2 separate regions of the Mus musculus genome follow, and region 1 is linked to region 2. The links are chromatin contacts, called in public Hi-C maps. All regions are on one chromosome and are shown on one strand. Each heading gives the region's core, a stretch centred on a gene start, on an enhancer-like site or on the middle of the called end of the contact. The rest is flanking DNA. Distances are from core to core; before and after follow the strand shown. Region 1 holds the start of Slc6a12 (solute carrier family 6 (neurotransmitter transporter, betaine/GABA), member 12). Region 2 overlaps Mical3 (microtubule associated monooxygenase, calponin and LIM domain containing 3).

Region 1 (3,765 bases), core at 451-2,950, 370 kb before region 2:
GGAGAACGTTAGCCGTACAAACACGCTGCACAGGGCCCCTTTTCTCTCTATTCTTCTTATGGGTCAGATAGTGAATATCATCTGCGTGAGAACTCCAGATCTCAGAATCGAAGCAGGACAGTAAAGTTCCAGCCCAGCCCAGCTCCACACCAACAGCAAATAAATTCAAAAACACAGCCTCGGCCCCCAGGGTCCCTCCCCCCCGCCCCACCTCTAGTCTGTTTGCTAGGAATGATTCTGTGACAGCAAGGACAACTCGTTCCCCTTCGCAAGCTCTGTTACCTCCACAGCTACAGATCTCCTCTGCAGGCTGTCCACCCGCTTTGCTAGGCTGAGCAAGGGGAAGGGGAGGGACTTCACCATACTTGGGTGCCCTTGAGCCAATCCTGGGTTCTGTCTTCAAAGGACCAGCAAGTACAGTCTTAACTCTCTCCTCAGGAGCTGGACAGATTAGATGGAAGCCCACTCTGGTTCTAGGAAACACCTCCAGAAACCCTCCCCGCCCCACATACTGCTAGGGTTCAACCCAGGCACCACCGCTCCCTTCCCTAAACGAAAGAGACCCAGTCCCACTTCAGCCCATACCCACATACCAGCACCCACCCCTGAACACACCGATGCCATTCCGTCACGTCCCTCTGCACACACATACCTGTGTGCATGGCCCCAAAGCCTGGCTGCTCGTAGCCCTTCACACCTGGTAGGCAGCTGCCCTCCACAGTGGCAGCCCACATCTTCTCCAGCTCCCTCTCCTCAGACCCAGTCCCACCCAAGCTGGTGCCCCGCTTTCTGCTCTAGCCCTAGCTGACCAAGAGGCAGGCGCCCCCAACCTGTGAAGGTAGTTCCAGATCCATCCACTCACCCTTCCTAGCTCTGAAAACTGACTGCCCTCCCCTGGCAGGCAGATGGCCCGCCTCCTCGGGGCCAGTTCCCCATCTGTGAACTCTCCTTACTTACTGGGGCTTGTCCCTGAGCAATTTCATTATGTGGCTAGTGAGGATGGCATCAGACTCCCTGTGGCCTCAGGGGACCGCAGCTCCCTGCTTCCTGCCCAGACACACAGTTCTGCTGGGTCTTGCCTCTGCCCTGAGCCTCAGCTCTCCAGACTCAGGGGTACAGAGGCTATGATAACCAGACTGCGCGCTCTGCGCATGCTCTTCCCACTCACCTGGTCTCTCAGCCCAGCTAGAACTCCTGCTCCAGAATGAGTAAGCGTCTCCAGACCTGGAAGAGGAATTCTCACCTTCAGTACTCCTGCTCCTCCCCCCCCCAACCCCCCCTCCCGCCACAGCCCCACCCACCCAGTGGTCCTGAGACGGATGGCCAGACCAGGGAAGGGGGGCTGTAGAAAGTGAAGGGACAAAATACCACAAGCAACAAGAGAGATTGAGAAGTCTATAAGCCTAGATTACACCATCCACCCTCAGGGAACGAAACCTCATGACCCTGTCTCTCTGTCCCCTCAGGGCCCCTCACTCCTGACTAGTGTCTTCCCAGTGGGCACTATCCAGAAGAAGCCCCCAGAACCTTGTTGAACAGCTGCCTCAGGCAGCCCTACCTCCCTGACCTCTCTCCTCCTGCTCCTGGCCCTTCGCCCTTATCCTCACCTCCACCCCAACTACCGGCTCCTTCTTAGGCAAGGTACAGCCCCTCTTACCAGAGCAGTGGGATGGGAGCCACCAACTTTCAGGCTGGACACTGAGGACCTTGGGAGGGGAGCTGGCCTCAGTGACGAGGGCATGGGAGGAGGGTGAATCACAGACTGGAGTTTTCCACCAAGTACCTGCAAAGCTCGAGACCTTCCCAGCCACTGCCTTCTCCTTGGGATTTTCCTAGAGAAGTCTCCAGAGCCTGCATATCCCAGGAAGGCAAATGCAAATAGGATCCAAGGTTCAGCCCACCCACCCAGACCCTTATCATGGTCTCCCAGCCAAGGAAGACTCTGAGCCTCAGTTTCCCGCTTTGGAAAGGTGGATAATGGGTGCTTTTCAAGGTTGCTGTGGAGGGTTAAAGTCAACATGGCTGTGCTGGGAAAATCACAGGTTCTTAAGGACAGTTGTCAGTATTTGTTGCAGGCTCCGGTGGGGGTTCTGGGATCCAGATACTCAGATTCTGCCCAGCACAGCACCACAAACCAAAGACTCCTCCGGAACAGCCTGGCGGCTGTCAAGTGTGCACACCCATGGGGAATGTGTGTGCCCTCAGCAATGATGGGAGGATTTTTCCAAAACAGGGTTCTCTGGGCAAGTCTTCACAGCATGGATACGAAAAAGCCTGTGGCCTCTGGAAACATCAAGATGTTTCTTCAATGCCGAGTGGGATGGAAACAGGGGAAGTTGTGGGGAGAAAGGGAAATTTCCCTTTGTGTGGACTTCCCCTTTATCTGCTAAAAAATGTCTTAACAGTGGAGGGTGTGAAGTGAGATTGGCGGTCTGTAATTTTCCATTGGCACCCCACTCACCATCCCTCAGGTCCCCCCTGGCCTCTGTTGCCCATCAAGGAAAACCAGAATGAGTCTGGCCTTTACAAGCTGGGGACCAGCTCTGGAGGGAAAAGAGTCACGGTCTGCCGCAAGCTGCCCACTTCTCACCCCCGTGCCCAGCTGGCATGGTGCAACCTGCCCTGCCTGCTGGGTCTGCTCTATGCCTGCACGCTGGGCCCACCATCATGACCTCCAGTACAGCAGTTCTCATCCTGTGCATTGTGACCTCTTTGTGGGTCACACATCAGATATCCTGCATATCAGATATCTACATTACGATTGATAACAGCAAAACTACAGTTACGAAGTGGCAATGAAAATAATGTTATGGTTAGGGGCGACCACAACATGAGGAACTGTGTTAAAGGGTCACAGCGTTAGGAAGGTTGAGAGACACACTGCTCTGCTGTTTCTTACACAGGAGATACCAGGGTCTACAAAAAACAAAAGAGCCGGCTTTGGCAGCCCTTCTGCCCAGTGAGTAAAGTCGGATTTTACCTAATCCTTCCATCTCTTTCCCCTGGCTACTTCAGACCCTTGTCTCCCTCTCTTAACATTGGTTCCCCCCCCCCCCAAATCAAGCTTGTCCCAATATTCATTTTCCCCCGCACCCTCCTGTTATCAGACCACTGGAAACTCAAGAAGCCAGAGATTGTGTCTTTGCAAGCATCTGCAAAGTACTGCAAAGAGAGGAAGAGCCACGAGCAGCCATCTTCTTCTGACCCCGTGCATACTCCTAGGTACCTGGCATGAAGCCTATTTTCTGAGCTCCTCGTTCAGGCTGGGTACACTATGTGTTGCCTCCATTAGGAGCCTTGAGGTGTGGATATGAGAAGACTCTGCCTGAGAAGAATTCTGGGGGTGACTAGAAGCAAAACACTTCACCTTGTGACCACATGCAGTAAATGAAGAAGCCGGCACTGGAACCTGTGCCCCTTGGTTCCGAGAGCTCCTTCCTCAGATCAGTTAACAGGTGGGAGTCTCATCTCGTGATTCTCCGCTGCTATTTTAGCATTTAAAATAGTGCTGCCTCCGAGCAGACCTATGGCCTGTATTGGATGGATGGATGGATGGATGGATGGATGGATGGATGGATGGATGGATGGGGAGAGAAAGAAAGGAAAGAGAGAGGGAGATGACAACCACTGCAGGAGAAACAATCATATCCATCCCTTTGCTTAGACAGCATACGCTGCTCTCTCAGAACCAGGGACTGAAGGGCCCCAGCCCCAGGGCCATTGGACCACAGGCTATTTGAGGCTACTTCTTCCTCATTCCCTAGC
Region 2 (3,465 bases), core at 727-3,226:
TGATGTCTGAAGGCTCCAGGCATGCACGTGATGCACAGATAAACAAAACACTCATGCACATAAAAAAGAAAATTGATAGATCAGGGCTGGGGAGTGGCTCAGTGGTGAAGAGCATTCTCTGTTCTTGCAGAGGACCTGGGTTATACTTCCAGCACCGACATGGTGGCTCACAACCCTATGTAACTCCTATCCCAGGGGATCTGATATCCTCGCCTGGTTTCCTTGGTCATGTCAGACACACAGTTAAGTAAAACACTGGTAATGAAATAAATTAAAAAAAAAAACAAAAAAACAAAAAGGTAAATCTGAAAACAAAACAAACAAAGAAGCCGGTCAGTGAGCCCCTGGAGAACGTGTACCTTTTGCAATAGGACAGTTAAGGTTTCAGAGGACTCCCCAAAGTGGATGGCACCAAGAGAGGAAGGGCTGCTCTCCAAGCAGACCATGACTGGACAGGAATCCCTGTGTTCCCTTACCTCTGGCTTTAGCCCCTCTTCCAACAGAGGCAGCGAGGGGCACGGGTCCTGGATGACACACATGTGCCTTCTTTGCCCCCCCCCCCCGCCCCCTGCTTGGCAGCACATGTTGTCAGGGTCAGTGGGACCCAGGGGTGTGGCAGAGGAGACTGCAGCCCCTGAATGGGAGAAGCTTAACCTCAGAGTCAAAGCCATTCTCTGTTTCCTGTCCGCCTCCCCCACCCCAAACATGGGGGGAGGGAGCGGAGGATGTGGCTCGATTAGTCTAGCACTGAAGTTCAAGGTCATTCTTGCTACGTAGCGAATTTGAGGCCAGCCTGGACTATAGAAGGCTCAGGAGGAGGAGAGAGAAACAGAGCGGGGAGGGAAAGAAGTCAGGGCAGAGAGGACCCGTGGGAATTGACATAGAGCCCTTTTGAGGTCTGTCTTCTCAGAGCTGTGCGTCTGAACTAAATTCCTACACATGCTGCCCTGACAGCTGCTGGTTCTGAGTCGATGCTGAGGTCTGGAGGAAGCACTGAAGAGCTGGGCCCGGGGCTGGAAATCCTGTGCCTTAGACACGCTCAGCCGTAAGCTGGAGCTGTGCAGCTGAGTGGTCATGCGGCCAGGGGAGTGAGACCGAGGAAGTCCCCTGAAGTATGAAAGGGGCCTTCACAGGAAGTACCCATGGCTCTCGCGTGCTGGGCAGGCACTCCGAGCTGAATCATACTCCCAGTCCTCTTTTTATCTTTCTATTGTGAGATAGAGCCTCACTCAGTCGCCCAGGCTGGCCTTAAACACACTATGTGACTTAGGTGGGCCTTTAACCTCTTCCTCTCCTACCTAGGCCTCCTGGTCCCCATCCCTCCTAGAAGACTGTTTCCCTTTGCTAGGAAGAAGGAAGGTGGATGTTTTTGTTGGAACTTGCTTCTGTGTGGACCCTCCTCACTTACAAAATGTCCATGCTGTAGTTCAAGGCAGCCGTCCCACCCTTGTGCTGGTTCCTCCCCTCCAGCCTCAACAGACCAGGCAGGACCCCAGCAAGGCTCAGGCGCCTGCGTAAACCAGGAGATCTAACGTGAGCCTTGAGGCTGAATGTAGCTCAGTGGTTCCGTGCTTGGCAGGCGTGCGTGAGGTCCTGGATTTACACCGTGAATCTTGTGTGGTGTGAGAGCCCAGCAACCCTCCAGTTAGCCCCTAAGGTCCCATGGTAGAGGTAGCCTGAAGAAAGTTTCTACTAGCTCCTGTGGGTCTGTCTCTGTCCTTCCTGCAGTTAGGGAGGCTGCTGTGCAGAAACAAACAGAAAGGCCTCTTGCAATAGTGTACTTACATATAATAATAAATAAATCTTTAAAAAAAAAAAAAAAAAAGCAAATGCTTATGCTTACAGCCACTAGAGGGGGTGGGGTGGGGGGGGGTGGAGCTGACCTTTTGGCTCTCACAGCCTCTGAGCTGTCATAAAACGAGCTGGCGTGGCACTAACAGCCATGGACCTTCATTGTCTTCATCACAGAGGGACGTATTCATCACCCTGAATCATGTCCAGCACAGCCATCCTAATAACATAGCCTGGGCGAGGTCAGGCTGCACTCCAGCCCCTCTCTTGGGACGTCAGACACGGTCCCTCCCAGCCTGTCTAGACAATCCGAGGGCACACTGAGGTGGAGGGACAGAGAATTTAAGATGAGTGCAGAAGTCTCCATGGCCTCCCTTCAGATTTGAGCAGTGCTAAGCAGCTGACAGCGCATTTCATTAACAAGGGAGGCTAATGAGCACCCGGAAGCCAGTGATGGATGCGTTCAGAATTCAAGTGCCGAGCTTTCTGCAGTTTTTTCTTATTTTTCCTCTATCCTTGTGTGTTTTGCGGCATGGTCTCACTCTATAACCCTGGCTGGCCTGGACCAGGCTGGCCTTGAACATGCAGTGTCCCTTGTCTCTGCCCACCAATTTCTGGCATTCCAGGCATGCGCCACCATGCCCAACCAGATTCTTAGGTTTACACTTTAAGCCACTTCTCCCAGGTCTCTGCCACACACACCCCCCAATACACACATTACGATATGCACGGTCTTTCCTGGGTCACCTTTGCCATGCCCAGTAGTCAGAGAGGACAATATAAATAGAAGACTGGTCTATCTTAACTGAGAGTGTGAGTCCATTGGCTGAGTTAGTTAGTTGAGGCAGGTCTCAGAGCATTCTTTGAGCTATAGTACACACCTATAACCCCAACGCTCAAGAGGACTGAAGATTCAGGCCAGCCTGGGCTACATAGTGAGACTCTGCCTCCGGGGGGCGGGGGGGGGGGGGGGGGAAGAACTCACGAATGAATGAGATGTGAGCATGAATAAACAGAGTAAAGTCAGCCCAGGAGCTCTAGCCTTCACCCCGCCCGAGACACAGGCACAGCACGGCCTGCCTGTTGAAGACCACAGCCTCAGGGGAGTCGGCTGTTTAAGATACTCAGAACTCGCTGGAAGCTGTCGTGCTCAAGGCTAGGCCCTGTTGCAGCTGGAAAAGGATCATTAATGACGAACTTGCTAGAACGGAGGCGGGGTGGGGTTAAGCGTACACAGACTGCAGTAGAGACATCAGTGCATGCCTGGGAGAGGTCACCAGCCAATAAGACAGAATGCGGCCTCATTTCTTTGTTTCTTTGTTTTTATTTTTAAACTTTTTCCAATTTTTATTAGGTATTTTCTTCATTTACATTTCAAATGCTATCCCAAAAGTCCCCTATACCCCCACACACACCCTGTTCCCCCACCCACCCACTCCCACTTCTTGGCCCTGGAGTTCCCCTGTACTGAGGCATATAAAGTTTGCAAGACCAAGGGGCCTCTCTTCCCAATGATGGCCAAACATATGCAGCTAGAGAGACAAGCTCTGGGGGTACTGGTTAGTTCGTATTGTTCCACCTATAGGGTTGCAGACCCCTTCAGCTCCTTGGGTACTGTCTTAGTCAGGGTTTCTATTCCTGCACAAACATCATGACCAAGAAGCAAGTTGGGGA

Evidence for each region. Hi-C and Micro-C count contacts between places; a contact is called where the count stands out from the background.
Region 1: a contact with region 2 is called in a Hi-C map of the N1E-115 cell line, with 2.5 times the contacts expected there. The contact joins the promoter of Slc6a12 here to the enhancer-like site in region 2. A contact is called at or near these places in 10 of 39 promoter capture datasets (the 3T3-L1 cell line, 3T3-L1-derived adipocytes, the C10 cell line and 6 more), 5 of 484 Hi-C or Micro-C datasets (B cells, the Ba/F3 cell line, the G1E-ER4 cell line and 1 more) and 1 of 9 other capture datasets (embryonic stem cells).

Annotation. Positions count from the first base shown.
Region 1 is chr6:121,340,509-121,344,273 of GRCm38.p6, reverse strand. Slc6a12 (solute carrier family 6 (neurotransmitter transporter, betaine/GABA), member 12) reads right to left here and starts at 1,700. Exons shown (of 16, transcript NM_001381903.1): 1 at 1,658-1,700; 2 at 1,169-1,224.
Region 2 is chr6:120,975,797-120,979,261 of GRCm38.p6, reverse strand. All of the region lies in intron 20 of Mical3 (microtubule associated monooxygenase, calponin and LIM domain containing 3), which reads left to right. The region is part of intron 1 of Gm43915 (predicted gene, 43915); the gene reads right to left. Among named protein-coding and RNA genes, the nearest start is that of Gm43915, 19 kb to the right of the region's middle. Within about 2 kb of position 1,976, at least 123 of the 459 cell types and tissues checked have an H3K27ac peak or open chromatin away from gene starts, as enhancers often do. A contact at or near this core is called in B cells, the Ba/F3 cell line, the N1E-115 cell line and 3 more, where this site is marked.